2 separate regions of the Pan troglodytes genome follow, and region 2 is linked to region 1. The links are chromatin contacts, called in public Hi-C maps. All regions are on one chromosome and are shown on one strand. Each heading gives the region's core, a stretch centred on a gene start, on an enhancer-like site or on the middle of the called end of the contact. The rest is flanking DNA. Distances are from core to core; before and after follow the strand shown.

Region 1 (4,979 bases), core at 803-3,302:
CCTATTCTCAATGGCATGATATGTCAAGAGCACCTCTTTTGAGCCTGTTTGATCCAGTGATGTTCAAATGTGCAACAAGGAACTTAGTCTGGTGCTTACTATGTGCCTGACCTAAAGTTGTCTAACTTTCCCAGCAATCTCCAGCGATAGGTATTAATTTTCTCATTTTTCATAATTTTCTCATTTTCCTCATTAATTTTGCCCATTTGCAGATGAGCAAAGCAAGGGTCAGAGAAGTTACTGACTTCCCTGGCACTGGGCCCCACAGTAAGAAAGTGCCTCAGAATTCAAATCCAGGTGCACCTGACATCAAAGCCTGTGCTCTTTTCCCTAGGCCAAACCATCTCCTTCCAGGCAGACCTGTGTTTAGATGTGCTGTCACTTCTGAAGGAAGTCATCCCAGCTTAAACTTATGGGATCTCACAAGGGGCCTGCAGTATCTCCTTAAGGACCACCATAAGTCAGCGGCTATTTTTTTTTTAATTGAGATGGGGTCTCACTCTGTCACTCAGGCTGGAGTGCAGTGGTACAATCTTGGCTCACTGCAGCCTCCACCTCCCAGGCTCAAGCAATCCTCCCACCTCAGCCTCCCAAGTAGCTGAGATCACAGATGCACACCACTGTGTCTGGCTCATTTTTTGTACTTTTGGTGGAGATGTGGTTTTGCTGTGTTGTTCAGGCTGGTCTTAAACTCCTGAGCTCAAGCAATCTGCCCACCTTGGCCTCCCAAAGTGCTGGGATTACAGGCATAAGCCACTGTGCCCAGCCAGCTATGTTTTCAAAGCAACAAATGTATCAAAGCAGATGAGCCCAGGGAAGGTGAACTGTTCCTTGGGAGGAGTAGCACAATGACTGTAGTCCGCTTATAGTCCGCTTACTGGAGACTGTGCTCAAGAAAAAGCCAAGAGGTAATCTTCGGCAGCTGCTGTGATATCTGCATATTTTAATTTTTTCCATCTATTTAAAGCCTGCCAAATTGCCTAAGAGTCAATAGAGATGATTTCCAAGGGCTGTTTAGTTCCAGGTTTCTATTAGCTCACAAATTCTGCCATATTGGATTTTAGAGCTGTTCTTTGGAAAGATGGAAATGTTTATGAGCGGAGCTCTGATTCCTCTAATCTTGGGTACAGGCTTATTCATATCTAAGAATGGACTCCTTCTAAGATAATTCAGGCTGAATGACTTCTTCCAAGGAAGGAAGGAAATGGATGTTTATTAAATTTCATTATGTGTCAGGCAGTGGGCTAAGAATTTCCCCTTATGTTGTTAAACTTAAATCTGGCAACCTAGACTATCAAGGCTAACTTTGACCTGAAAGCAATTCAAGACAAATCCCATCTTTATCATTGGTAGCTGTTGTGGAGTAGCAGTGGGTGAGGTGTATAGAGATCCATTCATCCATGCAGCAAAACACTTGACTGGCTTGAGATGTGACATGCGGAGCAAAAAGCAGGACATTGCTCTGGGAGAATTACAGAAAAGGGCCAAGTAAACAGCGAAGTGATCACTTTAGTGCTGTGGTGAGACATGCCCAGGCAAACCCCAGAAAACAAGGGGATAGCCAGCCCTCACTGAGGATGGGAGATGAATGGGCTTTTTTGGGACACCAGGAAGGTGGGTAAAGCCAGGAGGAAGGACAGCAACAGACCCTACAAGAAGGAGCCAGAGAGGTGACAAAAGTAATAGGCATGATACAGACTATAGCTTTCCTAACAGGAACGTGAGCCACACAAACATCAGCCCACCTCTTTGATAGAACAGGAAATAATGGCGTCAACAGTTTCCTTTCTGAATACTAAGGACAAAAACGAAATTACATTGCCTGTAATGCAAGGGTTAGTCAGACATAATTTAGTCCCCAAATTAATCCTGAAGTCAAAAAGCTAAAGGAAAGTGGAACAAAAAAGAATCTGAGGCTCAGGGCAGCAGAAGAGGGCTCTTGGAGAAGAGATGACAGTTGGCTGAAGTCGTCAACAGAGGGAGCTGGGAGGCTGCTAACCCCTTTGATTTCAGCAGGGACGGGGCGTCTGCACAGAGCTCCCAGCTCCCCGCGGCGGGGGCAGGAGTCAACGCCGTCAGTTACATGCTCGTCAGATGTGCACGGGCGCCACACACGATCCTGCTAACGTGGTCGGAGAAATATGACCTCAGCGCAGGTGAAGCGTGGGCAGCTGACGCCACGGTGATGTGTGCAGATCCGGTGGGGACTCTGACGCAGCCCCAGGGCAAAACCAACCTGCTTTCTACCTTCAATCCGTCATGGAGAAAAAGGCGGGGCCTGCTTGGGAAGACACAGGAAATCCGTCCCTTTTATTTTCTTTATTTTATTCAATTATATTCATCCCGTCTATAAGTGATCTCTTCTCTCCAGAATCGGCGTTTTCTCTAACAAAGAAAATGTTCTTGTCTTTAAATGGAAAGAAAAATAAGCTAGAAATGTCCCACTGTGGTAACAGTAGGAATGAACTAGGGCCTTAGAGAATCAGCCTAAAATTGGCAGTAGGGCTATAGCTCCGCGGCAGGGGAAGGATAGCTGCGCCTCCCTGGCCAGGGGTCCACGTGGCAGCACAGAGGGGTTAAGTTCCATGAGGGCAGGAACCAACTGTACCCGATTCATCTTATTAACCTCAGCCCTTGGCAAAGTGCCCAGCACATAGTAGGTGCTCAATACTTTAATGATGGCTGAATAAATGACAAATAAATGAATAAAGGCCAAGTCTTCAAGCCAAACAGACCTATATTTAAATTCTGGCCCTTAATTCCTATCAGTGACAGTGTATTGGGCAAATTATTTGACCTCCTCTTGGCCAGAAGTTCTTCAACAACAATGACTGTGCCACACCCATCACTCAGTTCTCAATGTCTGAAAAATAACAGGTGCTCAATAAAATATTTTATATAAATAAGATTCTATGCCTCCATTTGTTCATCTGTAAAAGAGGTACTATAATATTTACTTAGTAGAGTTAACTGTTATGAAGGATAATGAGATAAAGCATGTAAGTTCCTGGCACATGAGAATCACCGAATAAATAGATGGTTTATTCTATTTATTTGTGTTGGAAAACATTGCCCCTGCCCCCTGTTGCCTTTCTCCAGGAAATCCTCAGATGTGAACCTGGGACTTAACACCGTGGGCTTTTCCAAGGACTTTGTAGTGGCTGTTTGTGCCCTGCCTGTCCTTGCCTGCGGACCCTCTAAACATCTAAGTTTGCACTCAGAACCATTCCAGGGGTGTCCTGATTGAGAGGCCCTGATAAGAGCTAATTATCCACTTCAGCCCAAGGTTGGAGATTGGCTCCTAGCAATAGGAGAGATGGCAGCCTCAGTGCTGGAACCAGGAAGAAGGCAACCAACTCTCTGGGAGGCAGGCCTGTTTCTCACCATCTTCTTAGCCCAGGGTGGAACCAAGAAGGAGAACACTGCCATTGAAATCCATCCTGAAAAGAGCCACAGACCAAATGCCAAGAATCAGGGGTCTTCCTGGTCTGAAAGTTATGCCTGAAGCTAATTCTGGCCATGTTTTCCTTGAATTTTACTTTGGGAAAGATACAACTGGGGGAATCAACGCCCAAATCTACAGAAGATAAATGATTCCAAACGCTTCATGGGGAGTTTTACAACCTCAGGACCATCTAGAAGCTCTCAGAAGGCAGACATTTGCAACTCTAGGGCTTTGTAAGATGACCAAAGACAATTTTCTTTCCAGGGTGCTTAAGGGCAGTGTTGGCTGCGGAATTCTTGAGGAGCCACTCAGTTCTGTGTTTCAGTAAGATAATGAGACAAAGAAAGCTCAACAGCAACTATTACTGCTTGAAGATACTTTTGCTTTCTGCATGGGAATGGATTAGATGTATCTTTTAGGGAACAGGCACTGATGATATTTTGCATTTGTAAGGTGCTTTTACATTTCTTACCAAACAAGTTTATATTTATATTGCCTGCTTTCATCTTTAAAACAATTCTGTAAATTAGATAATCACACACTTTTAGTTCCTTTTTACAGATGATATTTGGAAGGTCTAGTTTATTATTCAGCCTTACATTTAATTAGAGGCAGATCTGAAATTTGCTTCCATCTGCAGTGCTTTATAGTGGACCATCCAGCCTCCCAGCTCACAGCTTAATTTGGAGTAAATGGAAGAAGCTGAAAATCAATGTGATGCCAGATTCCCATAACAGAAATAAATAGATTTTTGTGGCTTAAGTCTGCTTTATTAAGAAAATGCCTCTTCCAAACATTTTCATTAAAAAGACTAAAAATGTCTCTCCTATAGAAGTTAAATTTGAGTCTTTTTCCTTTCAAATTCCAATAATCCGCTTCAAGTGTGTGACCACTATTTCCTATGAGTTTGTCTTCTGAAATATATATGAAGGAATGTCACCTTAGGGAAATAATTTTCTCTAGAAAAATATATGAAGTTGTCTCCTATAATTTGAAAAAATTTAGCTCATGATTGACTCTTGGGATGAGTGAGGGGTGCTTGATTCCTAAAATATGTTTCTTAAATTTTATGCATACTTAGCTGCTTGTGAGTTTTGACATAAACATGATCTAGAAAGCAAAACTGCCTTAAAGATGAATTTAGCCTTGACTGACTTGATTGTTTGATTGATTTATCAACAGGGTAATTGGCAAAGCTAAGATATAATCACATATTTTAATTTAGAAACAACACTTCTCACAAAGTCAACATCTTAAATCTTGTTTCTGAAGAAATTGGCACCAGGACAATGTCTTCTATTGGAATAAGTGTGGATGAGAAGCAGCATCATATGCCTGGAAAGCTTATGGGCTTTGAAGTCACAGACCTGATTATGACACTGGACTCCATTCATTTCTTCATTTATTTTAAAAAACCCATTCTGCGTGCCAGGCATTGTGAGTGAGGCATAGACGATGGTGAACAAAACTTGTGCTTCCTGCCCTTGTGGAGCTTCCAGTCTCGTGACTTTACTCACTGTATGTCCTCAGGCAA
Region 2 (4,979 bases), core at 1,256-3,755, 270 kb after region 1:
GGAATCTGAAGAATTCCCTTTCTGGCCCAGGATCAACAGATTTTGGTCCTGTCTACAAGCATTTTCATTTTCTTGCCCCGAAAGCCTGTGCTTGGGCTTTTCTGGAGACTCAGCTCCCCCATCAATTGTCCAAAATGCCTAACTTCAGCTCCCAACTCTGCGGGTAAATAAGTCACCCACCCTCGCTCTTTCTTCCTGGGCCACCCCTGGTGGAAAGAAGCCCACTGGGGCTGGGACACCTACCTCCCAGCACCTCGCAGTCGCTGTCCATGCTGTCATGCACACCTGCAAAGATGTTGGCCAGAGTGGACTTGCCCACCCCCTGCTCCCCTATGAGCACCACTCGGTAGTAGGTGTTCCCTGACTCAGAGGAGATGACTGAGTCTGTGGAGTCAGAGGACCAGCTTCGGCGGCAGTGGTCCTCAGGGGTAGCAGAATGGCGGTTGCGGTGGCTGTACTGGTGGGGCTCTTTCTGGACCATCAGATGCCTGCCATCGGCTGTGATGCTCCAGCGCTGCTGCTGCGGCTGCATGCCCACAGTGCCCTGGCGCATGGTGACATTATTCAGAGTCATCGTTGAGTCCTGGGGAGCAAAGCAGCCAAGATGGCAGCATTAGTAAGCATGAGTGAGAGCTCCGCTCAAATACGTGGTCAGTCATCAGTAATATTTTATTAGATGAGATGAGAAGCAAGTATCCCTAACATAAAGACCACCAATTAAACAGTCCCCCAAACCCCAACAAGACAGGCTTTCAACTGGACACACACACAGACAAACACGCTGCCCACACTGTCAGTAACCAGCTCCTCAGGCAGACTGTCATTTGCATGGGAAAACAAATGCTGTTAACATCACCCACTGCCCATGGGCTTCCCCCTTCCTCAAAGCAGACTTGGATGAAAGAAGAGCTGCACTCAGAGCTGGCACAAAGGCGGCTGGAAAGAACCAGCAGCCTCCAAAGATGGCTTGAAAAGCAACAAGTTAATGTTGCTGGGGACCAGCTGGTCAGGTTAGCTGCTCTTGTCTAAACTTGGCTCTTAATTGCACCAGTGTCCAGCAGGTTTTGTGCCTCAGTGGGAAACACGTGGCAATGACATCACCCTCCCCTCCCCTGCCCACCGCAACCCTGGCTGGACTGGACAGGCACTTATTGGAACTTCCATGTTTAGTAAAGTTGCCTTGATGCTCTCCAGCTGCCTGGAGAGCATCCACCTGCCATTATTGGGGGTAGGGGGGAAATTTTCTGTTTAAAGTTTATGCCTCAGCTGTGCCCTCTTACCCACAGATACCACTTTTAAAACATCCCGGCTCCAAACCTAGACACCCTGGCAGAGAAATGACCTGCTCATGTTCAGACCTATGAAATTTGCAGAGAAAGTGCCTCATTCTTAAAAAACCACATCCATTCTCAAGAGTTCTTTAATTCAACTCAGATTCCTTTTTTGAGACAGGGTCTTGCTCTGTCACCCAGGCTGGAGTGCAGTGGCACGATCATAGCTCACTGTAGCTAGCCTCCAACTGCCAGGCTCAAGTGATCCTCCACTTCAGCCTCCCAAGTAGCTGGGACTACAGACCTGCACTACCACGTCCACTAGTTTTTTAATTTTAATTTTTATTTTTTGGTAGAGACGGTGGTCTCACTATGTTGCCCAGGCTAGTCTCGAACTCCTGGGGTCAAGTGATCCTCCTGCCTCGGCTTCCCAAAGTGCTGAGATCACAGGCCTGAGCCACCATTCTCAGACCCCCTTCTTGAAGCAAATCAGAAGGCTGAAGACTCCCCTAAATGATATTCAACAACTTCTCTACAACTTTCCCTTTGCAGACTGCCTCCCCTAGCCGGGAGGTCTGTTTTTCCGGCTACTGGCGACAAAGTATAAGTACTTACGTTGCAATCAGCAAGATGCACAAACACTCCTCTCCCACCCTCACCCCCACACTCCGTACCCCAACATCTCGCCACTAACCAGGACGACCAGCCGGTTTTTTAGTCTCAAAAGCAGCACCTCAGTTGGCAGACTTACATTCAAACAACAAACACATAAAGCATCATTAAGGGCTGCCCTCTCTGACCACTCGATCTGTAGGGGGAGGTGACCCTTCTACCGAATTGAACTAAGGAACCTGCTGATGAGAAGCGACATCCTTTGCACTTGAAGCTCTGACCCCTACCAGAAAATCCCAGTGCTGAGCGCACGTTCCAAGGGTTCTTTTCTCAACTTCGAAAGTTCTGCGGGCTGGGAAACTCCCACTCTCTCCCTTCTCCGTCCCGGGCCGTCCCCCTTACTTGGCTCGGCCGGATCGGCGTCGGGGCGTCAGTGTATCGCGTGGGTCCGCGCTGGGATACCCGGGCCAACGAGCGGGGAGTGCTGCGCTGCGCCGCGCCCGCCGTCCGTGCCCGCCGCCTGCAGCCGCCGCGGCCGGGCGGTTTATAACCAGCCCAGCCGACCCGCCGCGGGGCTTTTCCGTGACGTCAGCGCCCCCGCCGGGAGGGGGCGGCTCTGCAGCAAACTCGGAGTTGCAGCCACTTGGCTAAATCAGTTACTCGCAGTCATGTGACCCCTTCTCTCTCCATTTAAAAAATAATGACAGTTCAATCCTGGGCCTCCTTTATTTTGTTTTATTTTCTTTTTACCAGATGAACACAGGAAAATGGAAAAATACACTAAGTGACACTTAATCGTCCTTCCCAGCAAAGCACTTGCGAGCTGTCGGGATAAAGGATGGAAGGGAGAGGCAGGTTTGAATTGAGAGCTCAGTTTTGCCAAGAAAACAGAGATCAACCTGGAATGCGCAGAGACTTTAGCCTCCAGGATGAGACTGCAGCCACCTTGAATAGCCAAGGCTTGTTTTAACCACATCTTCTGCAAGGAAGACAGCCTTGTCACCTTCTTCTGGATAGGGGGAAGCAGATGGAGCCCCACAAGGCTTTGTTTCCCTTCTCTGGCAAGGACCCAGAGAGAAGAGGCCAGAAAGAGGTGAGGAAAGAGGACAAGACCTTGAAAAGGGCAGTTTGGGAAAACAATTTAATTGAGGATCCAAGCAGATTGTGCTAAATATTGCTGGCCCTCCTGCTCTGGGCCAGAATGCTGAGGCTCCTCAATCAGGGAATTTAATCAGCATCCCAATCAGCAGCATCTCTGTACCAGGCTCCCTGGCAAGGCTACGCCTTGGGCATGAGCCAATACAGCCTGGCCATGGGGAGGAGCACTGAGACCAACACCCCTGTAAGAGACTCCTGTGAACAAAGGGCACAGGATAATAACTACTACTACCATTTATAAAGTACCTCTGAGGACCTCTGCTTAGTAGGTACTGTTAGGCCTCCTGGGACCTTAATCCTTACTACACTTCTGCAAGGTGGCTCTATTGCTACCCTCATTGTATGGAGGAGGAAGATAACATAGGGCCAGAGAATTTGCCCAAGGTCACACCGCTGGTAAAAGTGGCAGGGTCAGGACTCAAAGCCTGGTTTTCCTGAGTCTCTGCACTGCACCACCAAGTGAAGAATTTCAATGACCTCTTTCTGGGGACATGGGTATTTCCCAGATGCTGTGTTTAGAGATGATGCTGGCCTCTCCAACATATCCGCTTTTCCAGCCAGCTTCATCTCTGGGTTGGCTGGTGGCTCCGGGAAGCAGCCAAAGGCACCAGCATCTATTGAAGCAGCTGGACTCTGCTGTGATTAGAGTCGATTCACAGTTATCCTGCAGGCATTTATCTGCTTTGAGAATTAGCTACATGACCAGCTGCTGAGACCTGCCAGGTCCCAAGCTAGCAAAGGTGGAATCCATAGAGTAATGAAAACTTAGAATTCCTTTAGTCTCAGGTGTTGTGGCCCCAATCTCCTACTTATCTTATACATAAGAAACCTGAGACCCAGAGAGGAGATGACGGCTTAGGACATGACAGAACTGGAACTACAACCTGGGGATCATAATTCTCTGGATGCCCTTTGCTTCTGTCAAGTTTTTCTTCTGGGTTTAGCTGACAGGAAGTGGCTACAGATGTGGGGAAAGGAAAAGGGGAGGAGATGGGGGGTGGGGGAGATCATCTCCAAGAGTATATCACTGACTCCATTCTAAAACACATGTAATTGATGAATAATCCATGTTTCAAAATGATCCATGCTTTTTCCATACTGACACTCCTACTCTGTCAACTGGTCTCAACAGAAACATCATAGGAGTAAAAACTAAGAAGAAATCAGTTTATAAGCATATGATATAGTTCTTCAGTTCTACTTTTGCCAATTGATAAGAATCTAATACTTCACATTTATAAGAACCTAATTCTGGCCAGGCACAGTGGCTCACGCCTGTAATCCTAGCACTTTGGGAGGCTGAGGCGGGTGGATCACGAGGTCAGGAGTTCAAGACCAGCCTGGCCAACGTAATGAAACCCTGTCTCTACTAAAAATACAAAAAAAATAGCCAGGCGTGGTGGTGGATGCCTGTAATCCCAGCTACTCAGGAGGCTGAGGCGGGAGAATCGCTTGAACCTGGGAGGCAGAGGTTGCAGTGAGCCGAGATCGTGCCATTGCACTCCAGCCTGGGCGACACAGCAAGACTCCATCTCAAAACAAACAAACAAACAAACAAAAAACTAATTCCATACCTAGGCAATATCTACTATGAACTATTTGTCATTGGTATATGTGAAACATACAAAAGAAAATGAACTCCAGGGACTGGGGAAGGGGAAGGGGCACACAGCAATGTTGTGTTTGGATAATAGAACAATTTGTAAATTTTTTAAATTGTCTGTCTCACAAGAAGCCACATGAACACAAACAAGAACACTACTTAAGAAGAGTCTTGACTAAATGACAGTTAAGTTTGAGTAATTATTTAGAGAAAAATCATAGTTATACTTCACAAAAAGCACATCTGAGCGCCAAATCTCATCTAGCCAAGTCTCAGATCCCTCGACCAGGATTCCAGCTCACTGGGATCATCTTGAGGGTGTGGAGCTGGAGAGA

What was found. Hi-C and Micro-C count contacts between places; a contact is called where the count stands out from the background.
Region 2: a Hi-C map of induced pluripotent stem cells shows a contact between it and region 1, with 3 times the contacts expected there. The contact joins the promoter of GEM here to the enhancer-like site in region 1. A contact is called at or near these places in 4 of 7 Hi-C or Micro-C datasets (blood, induced pluripotent stem cells and stem cell-derived neural progenitor cells), 1 of 1 datasets of contacts at active chromatin or transcription factors (stem cell-derived excitatory neurons) and 1 of 1 other capture datasets (stem cell-derived neural stem cells).

Annotation. Positions count from the first base shown.
Region 1 is chr7:104,200,194-104,205,172 of NHGRI_mPanTro3-v2.0_pri, forward strand. No RefSeq gene overlaps it. Among named protein-coding and RNA genes, the nearest start is that of PDP1, 78 kb to the left of the region's middle. Within about 2 kb of position 2,053, at least 10 of the 24 cell types and tissues checked have an H3K27ac peak or open chromatin away from gene starts, as enhancers often do. A contact at or near this core is called in induced pluripotent stem cells, stem cell-derived excitatory neurons and stem cell-derived neural stem cells, where this site is marked.
Region 2 is chr7:104,469,991-104,474,969 of NHGRI_mPanTro3-v2.0_pri, forward strand. GEM (GTP binding protein overexpressed in skeletal muscle) reads right to left here and starts at 2,506. Exons shown (of 5, transcript XM_001142306.5): 1 at 2,286-2,506; 2 at 244-583. The coding sequence starts at 574.